2 separate regions of the Gossypium hirsutum genome follow, and region 1 is linked to region 2. The links are chromatin contacts, called in public Hi-C maps. All regions are on one chromosome and are shown on one strand. Each heading gives the region's core, a stretch centred on a gene start, on an enhancer-like site or on the middle of the called end of the contact. The rest is flanking DNA. Distances are from core to core; before and after follow the strand shown. Region 1 holds the start of LOC107886482 (probable pectate lyase 5). Region 2 has its middle 18 kb from the start of LOC107886483.

Evidence for each region. Hi-C and Micro-C count contacts between places; a contact is called where the count stands out from the background.
Region 1: a contact with region 2 is called in a Hi-C map of leaf, with 3 times the contacts expected there. The contact joins the promoter of LOC107886482 here to the enhancer-like site in region 2. A contact is called at or near these places in 14 of 34 Hi-C or Micro-C datasets (anther, callus, cotyledon and 4 more).

Annotation. Positions count from the first base shown.
Region 1 is chrA03:94,387,490-94,392,198 of Gossypium_hirsutum_v2.1, reverse strand. LOC107886482 (probable pectate lyase 5) reads right to left here and starts at 1,723. Exons shown (of 4, transcript XM_016810454.2): 1 at 937-1,723; 2 at 83-832. The coding sequence starts at 1,166.
Region 2 is chrA03:94,218,656-94,223,870 of Gossypium_hirsutum_v2.1, reverse strand. No RefSeq gene overlaps it. Among protein-coding and RNA genes, the nearest start is that of LOC107886483, 18 kb to the right of the region's middle. Within about 2 kb of position 3,585, at least 2 of the 9 cell types and tissues checked have an H3K27ac peak or open chromatin away from gene starts, as enhancers often do. A contact at or near this core is called in leaf, where this site is marked.

The sequences.
Region 1 (4,709 bases), core at 474-2,973, 170 kb before region 2:
GATAAGTTAATATATGTGTATATACATAGAGAGAGAGAGATTCAGGTTAATCATAGACTGTAAGTATATATATATTTTTTACCTAGGCATTCTTTGTACAAGGCCTTCTCCAAAGTGATTAAAGGCAATGGTGACTTGCATGTTCTTATCTTGTTTGTAAGTGTCACTATGTCCCAATAGCATGACCTTGTTATGATGGGTCAAGTAATTGTTAGAAATGGTGATGGCGGTGGATCCATGAATGGCGTCGATCAGCCCATCGTTGCAGTTAGACAAAGAGCAATGGTCCACCCAAACATGACTGCCTCCGAAAATCGATACCCCGTCCCCGTCCGATATCGTCCTCCAGCCGTAATGGGTAGGAGAGTCCCTCACATAAGCATTCCCTCCTCTCTTGCAATCATGAATGTTGATCCCATGGATTATGATGTTGGTCACGTACTGAACAGTAATGCATGGCCCACCGGAAATGTGGACGCTGACGCCTCGGCCGTCGATGGTCTTGAACGAGTTCATAAGCAATTCTTCCTTCAACTTGATGGTCATGTCACGAGCGAAAATGATCCATAAAGGTTCATCTTGGATGACAGCATATCGAAGGGTTCCAGGTTTAGGATTAACAGGGTCATGGTCACTAGGGTCAGTCACCACATATATTTTCCCATCTCTCCCACCAATGGCATGCTTGCCGAACCCAATGGCGCAATCGGCTAGCTTCTGACGGTTCTTCTCCCAATGATGGTCGCACCGCCAGCAATCATCGATGGGATTGCCGGTTCCACATGAGAGAAACCCCAAGCTCCTCCTCGCCATAGTAGCATTTCTTATGCTCCTGCAGTACAGAAAATTAAGCCAAAAAGGAATTAACGAAAATGATTCAGTATTTCATAATCGGCATTGATGAAAGATATTGAAGTACAGGAAATTAATGCATACTCATTGACTTGTTGGACTACTTGCTCGGGGTCCTGAACTGGTGAGGAGAAAACAAATGTGGGAGCCAAGAGAGGGAAAAGCAGTAGAAAGGACAATGGGATTGCCATTATAGCTTTCTTTTTATTGCTTAATAAAGTGTGGGAATGTACAAAGGGAGAGAAATTCTGAGAAACTGAGATCAAAGGAGGGCTTTTTATAATGAGGGATAAAGCAGGGGATAGATAGAACATACAGAATAGCTTTAATTTTTAATTAAATAACTTTATTATTTAATTCAAATGTACATTTTATTTTCAAATAAAACCTTCATCGGAGAAGCTGAATACTTAATCAAGCTTTTTTACCTCTCAGAGCACAAAAAAATAAAATTAATAATGGAAATGGTATTGCAATCAAATTAATTACTAAAATAATATATTTCGAAGAGTATTTATTGGTGTGACAAGGTGGTGGCATCATCCATTTTTTTTCCAACATTATCAAGTTATCATTAGGCCATAATAAAGTTTAAAAAAATTATATTTTATTGGTAGTGCCAACTTATACAGCGACACTGGTATGATGTAGAACTTGATACAATAAAAATAATTTTAATGAGTGGAGGGTGAAAGTCAGGCTGCACCACTGTTGTAAAAGAAATACTAACCCGTGACTGAGAAGCAAAAAATGGGGAGAGAATTAGACATGGGGAAGTAGAAATTAGGCGGCATTGATTTGATCACCTGCAGCGAACGTGACCCGACAATTAAGGGTCTTTTTTTTTTTCTTCCTCAGCCCTAAATTTTACACCCAATTTCCCCATTTTTCCCTTAACCTTATATATATAACTTGGTACCCTGCTTGACTGTGTGTTAAAGAAATAGGGCTTGGTAGTTTAGGGTTAGGAGGAGTGAGTGTTTGTGCTGGAAAGAAAGGAAGCACCCTAGCACGCATATTTTCTATTTTTTCTAATTATTATTTTTTTATTTAGTTTTTTACTTAATTAATATAAAAAATTATTAAATACTGAAATGGTATGGCAAAAAATTGTTTGAGACTTTCATGACTTTTTTTTTGTAATTATTATTTGTTAGAGATTTTGAGCATTAAATTTTTACATTTTTAATATTTTTTGGGTTGAAAATTTATTATGTAATATTATTTGAATGGATTATATATATATGTTGAATTTTTTTGTATGTATAGTAAGATAATATTTTTATTTTTATAATAATAATGGTTTTTTAGTAAAACAATTTAATATTTGTGGTATGTATAACAAAAAATAATTTTAGTTTTATAATAATATTTTTGTGAATAAAACAATTTAGTGTTTTTGGTATGTATAATAAAATAATAATTTTATTTTTATAATATTTTTTCTTGATTAAAGCAGTTTAGTATTTTTGGGAGAAGAGTTTGTGTTGAAAGAAACCACCAGTAAGCAGGAATGTGTTTTTATATATTTTTTGTAATAATAATTTTGAAAATTTGTTTTATAATCTACATCTGCTTTGCTTTTGTATTATGTTTTTGTCAAGTGATACCAAAAAAATATTATAGCAAACAGTCCATTTCGGTAATTAATTTGTAGGGTGATTAATTTTGTATTTTTAATTTTTTTATTATTAGGATAAAAAAGTTGTTTTTGGCATAGAAGAAAAGCATGTTTAGGAATAAAAAAAAGTTGAAGTTCATTGATAATAGTTTGTGGTGAAAGAGGGTTATTTTAGCTATGCATACATGCATGCTTTTGTATATATTATTATGATATATCATATTTATATATTTATTTATTTATTTGCATTGGTAACATAGGGTTTTTTTTATTGTTCTAAAATTAACCGGTCATTTGAGAGAATTTCAAAGTTTAATTTTTTAAGTTAAAAAATTTTACATAATTCAAATTTAAGTCATTTTACCCAAAAAGGCCCTTTAAAAAATATAATTACGGAAATGGATCGTTTATTGAGTTATTTACCGGATTAGGCCATTTTCCACGAAAACATGTCCACGTAAGCGCGATTTAGTGTCCACGTCAGCAAAACGCTTCCCTGGGGGAGCACTTTGTCCACGTCAGCAAAAAACACGTCCTTGAGAGCGCACTTTGCTGACGTGGACAAAACGCTCTCCAAGGGAAGCGTTTTGCCCGTGTAACGGTAAAAAATTTGACTATTGGCTTCCAACGGTCTAAAAACAAACTATAAAACCCCCCTAAATCATTTTTTCACACAAATCTCTCACAATTTCTATAATTCTCTCAAAATTCCTTTTCCTTTATTTATTTTTCACACAATTCTCTCATAATTCTCAATATTCTTTCAATATTCCCTTCAAAAATCTATCAAATTTCACTGAAATTTTCTCAAAATTCTATCAAATTTCTTTGTTTAAAATTTTTTAATTTAATTTTTTTAAATTAAAAAAATCCGATCGTGTTAGCAATGGTCGGAGAATTAATCTGTCTCGATAATAAGCACATCTCCGTTGATCAAATGACAATGGTAAGTGATAATTTTAAATTTTCAATACTATTGATATTTTTTTAATTTATGCAAATTTAATTAAATTTGCAATATTATTTGATATTTTATTCATTTATACAATTATAATTACAATTTCAATACTGCTTGATTTTTTTTCATTTATGATGTTTGCATTAATTAAGCAATTTTAATTAATTTTTGTTTTATAAATTTTTATAATAGTCTGTAGATCGGGTGTTGCAATGCTACATCCATAATATGTTTGGTCCTCCATCGCCATTGATCGAGAATTACTTGCAGGAAGTGAGATTTTGGCACGTGGCCACGATAGGCCGGGGGTGCAAGTTGGACCCAAAACTAATCAGTACATTGATAGAGAGGTGGAGACCTGAGACGCACACTTTTCATCTTCCATGCGGAGAGTGTACTATCACTCTGGAAGACGTGCATTTGGAATTGGGATTGCCGGTGGATGGGTACACAGTCACTAAGTCCACATCATCTACTGATTGGGGACCCGTATGCTACGAGCTTTTGGGTGCTATACTGGATAATATTAACGGAGGTCTGATCGAGATGGGACGGTTACGAGACACATACCCAGAGCCGAATAATGATTTGACTGAACTCAAAAGAATATGATATGCTCGGGCATACATTCTTGAGATGATTGGAGGTTATCTGATGCTGGACTTGTCACAAGACCTCGTACATCTAAGATGGCTGTTGAAACTCGTAGATTTTAGAGTAGCTGGTGAATTGAGTTGGGGGATCTGCCATGTTGGCAACATTGTACAAGGAAATGTGCGGGGCGACGTGACCGAACAAAGCCAAAATAGGAGGTTGCTTATCACTACTGCAATCATGGGTACAGTTTCGCTTTCCATTTTTACGTCCTCAAGTGGACCACCTATATACATTTCCACTCATAACGAGGTAAGTTTTATATTAGATTTTACAATTATTACGTAGATTTGGAATATAATTTTATGCTAAAAATTTATTTAATTAGGTGGAACCATTCGGCGAGTTATGTTGGAATACTTACCTCTCTCGAAGATATACGGCTTCTATTAATCAACGATCAGAAGCAGAAGTAAGTATTAAATAAAATAGTCATTTCGTATTTAGTATTTAGTATTTAGTATTATGTATTATGTATTATATATATAAGTAATATTTTTATCATGTTCATACAGTTTCAATGGATACCATACGAGGATCCGGCAATTCGGGCAGTAATTCCGGATGAATTCCTTCAAAATCCAAACGTTTGGCATGTGAAGGTTCCATTGGTGAACTATGCTA
Region 2 (5,215 bases), core at 2,336-4,835:
AGCAGTGTATTGCTACACCATGAAACTTATTTCACTAAGCAACCGTGTATGGATTCAAATTATACAGGTCAAATGTAGGTGGACGAAGTATTAAATGGGCATGATGATCGTTGCATGAATAGTTTTAGGATGCCAAAAAATATATTTCACAGCTTGTTGCATGATTTGCAAACAAATTATGGCTTAAAGCATCGTAAGGTATCTGCGATGGAGAAGTTAGCATTATCATTGTATATTCTTGGAAATAGAGAATCAAATTCAAATGCAGTAGAGCGATTTCAACGATCTGGGGAAACCGTTAGTCGAATTTTTACTGATATGTTACATATATTTGCTCAAATGGGAATAGACACGATTAAACCCATTGAAGTTCAATTCGAGGAAGCACCGAACCATATTCGACATGATACAAGATATGGGCCTCACTTTAAGGTAAATATTACACAATCTTTATATTTTTAAAATATAAATTATTTCTAACGTTTATCTCATTACTTGTATTTATTTTAAAGGATTGTATTGGGGCCATAGAGGGAACACACATAAAAGCATGCATTTTGCCTTCTTGTCAAATACCTTATATCGGACGGGAAGGAGCAGCACATGACAATAGAATTTTTTTGCAAGCACTTAGAAAACAACAGTTAAAGTTTTCACACCCTCCACCAGGTTGAACTTTAATTTTTTTAATTATTCTTTACATAAAAAACAATATTAAAATTTTTAATTTATTTTTAAACTGATATTATGTTTTACTTTTTTGTAGGAAAATATTATCTTGTGGATTCAGGATATCCACAAATGGCAGGTTTTCTAGGTCCATATAAGGGGGAACGATATCATTTACCTGACTTTCATCGAGGTAATCATCGAGCATCTGGAAAAAAAGAAATTTTTAATCATGCCCATTCTTCGTTACGCTCTGTGATTGAACTAACATTTGGAGTTTGGAAAAAAAATGGCCAATTTAAGAGATATTCCAAGCTATTCATTCGACAAGCAAGTTTTAATAGTTATTGCAACAATGGTTTTGCATAATTACATTCGAAGACATGCTTGGTCAAATGATGAGGATTTTCGACAATTTGAGAATATACCCGACATGCCAATCTCTTCAAGCCATTTTGATAGAGGTGAATCGAGTTCTTCTAACAGTGAAAGTAACCTTGAAATTGCAATGTTAAGGGAAACCATTGCAAATAGTTTAATGAATCAATATTTGTAAAAATAAATTTGTATCAAAACCTAATTTCAAGTAATAATGAAACTTGTTATGTCTTATGTTAGTATATATATATATTTTTTATTGAAAATCATTCGTTTAGATACTTCAAAATTTGATCCAAGTATAATGTTACTATTTGCGAAAATAATATTTATCATTGTTATAAAAGAATATTTAACTATAAAAAATTAAAAATTATTATCATTTTATCTAATAAATAATTTAAATGGATTATATAATTCATTAAAATATTTATAATAAAATATTAAAAGATACATTTTAATATTTTATTAAATGAATTTATAAATTCACATATTTTAATAATTTTATATAAGTAAAATAATTTAAAAACTTCTATTATATATCAATTCTAATATGATGTCCTTAATAGTCATTTTTCATTTTCACCTCACCGCTACAGCTGCGTTTGAATCCAAACACACACTCCACCGTTGTTTCTAATCTCACCGCTACAGTATCCAATCTCACCGCTACAATAACTAATCTCACCGCCACCGCTGTTTTTAACCTCACCGGAGGTAAACACACTGTCCATCCAAACTAAGCCTTAAAGCTCTTGGAGTTACTAGAAGTGAATATATAATTTCAACAAAATGTGGGAGATACCGTGAAGATTTTGATTTCAATGTTGAGAGAGCAACTAAAAGCATCGATGAAAGTTTGAAGAGATTGCAACTTGAATATGTGGGAACTTTTTTTGTAAAATTTTATAATATTATAATTTTAGAATTTTTTTATGTATTTTGTATGATTTTTAAAAATATTAATTGAAAAGTTTTATAATTTTATTAGAATTAAGGATTAAATTAAAATAATTTATAAATGTTGAAGGTTAATTTTTTTATAAACTAAATTAATAAAATGTATAAGCATTGAATATCAAATATATTATTATACAAAATTTAAAATCACAACATCATCAATCCATCGTAGACTTAAAAGCACTTAACAAAAGAAATAAAAAAAAAAGATAAATTTTATTAGTTGAGTGAAAAAAATTTTGCCGTAATGAATAGTATAATTTACTTATACATTTTTCTGAAGTTAATGAAAATATAAAAAAGATATAAATATTTTAAAAATAATATTTTTGCCCAGCAAATTTAGATTAATGTTTCCATAAAATATATAATAATAAAAAGTGACAATTCCCAACAGTGTCAGTTTAGCATTCCAATGTCGGTTAAGAGATAGCTGAATATGATTATTATTATTATTATTTGTTCAACAGAGATAACTGATTGATGAGGACAACATATGTATAATCAGATCAACAACGTGGTTATAACTTATCTACTACGGTTGGTAGTTTCAATTTTATATCCAAGAAAAAAAGATTTCATTAATTTAATAATAAATGATTTAATGCATTTTTTTAAAAATATCATCATAAAAAGTACTTAACCTTTAAAGTTGCAAAATGTTACATCAGAAAAGGGGAAAAAATTTTGGCAAAATGACATGTGCGTTCTGAATATATAATTAATTAACCCTCAAATTCTATATACAGCTAATTTTATTTTATGAAAAAGAAAATACTTTGCTAAATTTATTAGAAACAAATACCATGTTTCATTAAAATGAATGAAATGAAATGTGAACATTTGAAGCAAACACATGGAATATGGGGTGGGGACTTGCAATGTGAAAATAATGCCGAATTTAGATCCTATTATTTATAATAATTTATTGGATTCAGGTATTGTTTTGTTTTTCTCTGAGAAAATAAGTTGATAGATCGAAAACGTAAACATTACACATGGTTGAGATACAAAACCTAACGTGCTGGAGATCCAATCCTCAACATATTCAAATTTAAAACAATTAAAAAAATCATTTTAATGGTGCCAAGACCAAACTTTTTAATCTTAAATCTATAAGTGGGTATTTAGAGATTGAAGATAGAAATGGGAGGGAAGCACGTTCTCCCATGTGAACCTTGTTCCCCCGCATTCTCCAGCTCTAATACCCAACCCCATTCCCATTTTCACAGGGTTTCTTAAATCCCATCGGTGTATGCGGTGCAACTCTCTTAACTTTGTAGACTGACAAAAAGGGCAATGTTGTCGAATACAATTCACCACTCTTTACCAACACTACTTTAATCCCACTCCACGTGTCTTTGGTTAATGCTGATGATCCCACCATCTTTTTGCATTTTCATTATAACTATACAATTATGTTTTCATTTATTATTTAATCATCATTTTTTCTCTGATTTAGTAATAAAAGCAAAAGTCTATATATTGTCTTTATACGCAAGATATACATATATGAGTAGGGTAGATTTATGGATGAAATTAATAAATTAGGTCAAAACATCACATGGGATGAACAACATGCCATGTGCCTTCCCAATACATGAAAATGACACCTTTATTTCCCTGTTTGCTGATAAATTGGCACAGGCTGAATCCAGATCCATTTCCCATTTCCCCTTTATTATTTCAACTCGCTAAATGTCATTTCATTTTCCCCACACAACAGAATTAAGTATAAAAATTCTGTTTAGCTTTAATGATTGCAGAATCTAAAGTGGATATCGTTAATGATGATGAAAACTAACAGCGCCGTCACTTTATTAAGTGAATGCCAATCACACAATAATATTCCATATAATTGTCACCTTTACACACACACCCCCAAATAAAAATGCAAAAAAATTGGATTTAAATTGTGAGGGTGAAATGTTATTTAGGGCTATTTATGTAAATATATATATTTTAACTACAAATGAGACTTCAAATTTAATTATTATATTTCACATCTAATAATAAATTTAATTTTTATACCTTTTAATTTCTATTTACAAAAAATATTTGTGAATTCTTAATCCAATTAAAAAAAATATCCCATAAACGCCAACAACTTGGATATAAGATTTAATTTTCCTTAACTTTATTTATTCAAACCCTTAATTTCACTTTTCATTTTTCTTTTTTATAATAGGTTAATGTATTTTAATTCAACTTAATTAAATTTTGATATAATGATTTATTTAGTTTTTTAATTTTATAAAAAAATTATTTTAGTCTTTTATTTAAATTTTTTATCTTTTTTAGCTTTTGAACTTATAATTTTCTTTTATCAAATCACCCCAAAATGGATAAAAAATTTAACGTTTTTATACGGTATACATGTGGACGACATATTAACATCTAATTAATTTTTAAAAATTAAAAATTATTAATTAAATTTTAATGTTGACATATTACATGATAATCCACGATTATATTATGCCTGAAATTTTCCTTGTATAAAAAAAACAAAATTAAAAGACAAATGAAGGAGCCTATTAGGTTACGGAATTTGCTCCAAAAATATCAAACTTGGGTGATACGAAAAGAAAACTCCAAAAATGATTCTTATTATGCTAAACATCAATATACTAATAGATTGATTGTTTGACTAGAATCCAAAAAAGTACGTAATTACTGCAAGGAACAAATAACACATCTTTGTTTGTCAACTTTATTCCCTTCTTCTTCTTTTTTTAATATAAAATAGGGTTGCTAAATATTTGATTTTCTAAACTAAGTCCTAACATTCCCTTGAATAATTTAGAGAAGAAGAAGAAGTCAACCAATTCCTAATGATTGGCTCAATTGGTAGTTTATGGAACTAATTGTTTGGTTGCACCAAAGATCCTTATATTTTAGTGTGATGCTTAATTCCTTTTGTCTAACTTGCATCATCATTTTATGGACGTAAACAATCTCACATGAATAAATTTGGATATGGACAGTCCTGTAGAATTAACGGACGGCCAAGGAGCCCACTACATCAAATCCTTTGTGACAACTGATAAAAGCATTTTGGCTAATCATGCTAGTATTGCGTGGGTTCTTGAATTCAAAAAATACTAAATTTAGAGATTTGAAAAAAAATGGTACTTTGAGATATATAGTAAGGAAGCAATTCAAGAATCTAGAAAGGAGTAATGTGAATCTTTTATGATCCGTTTCATTA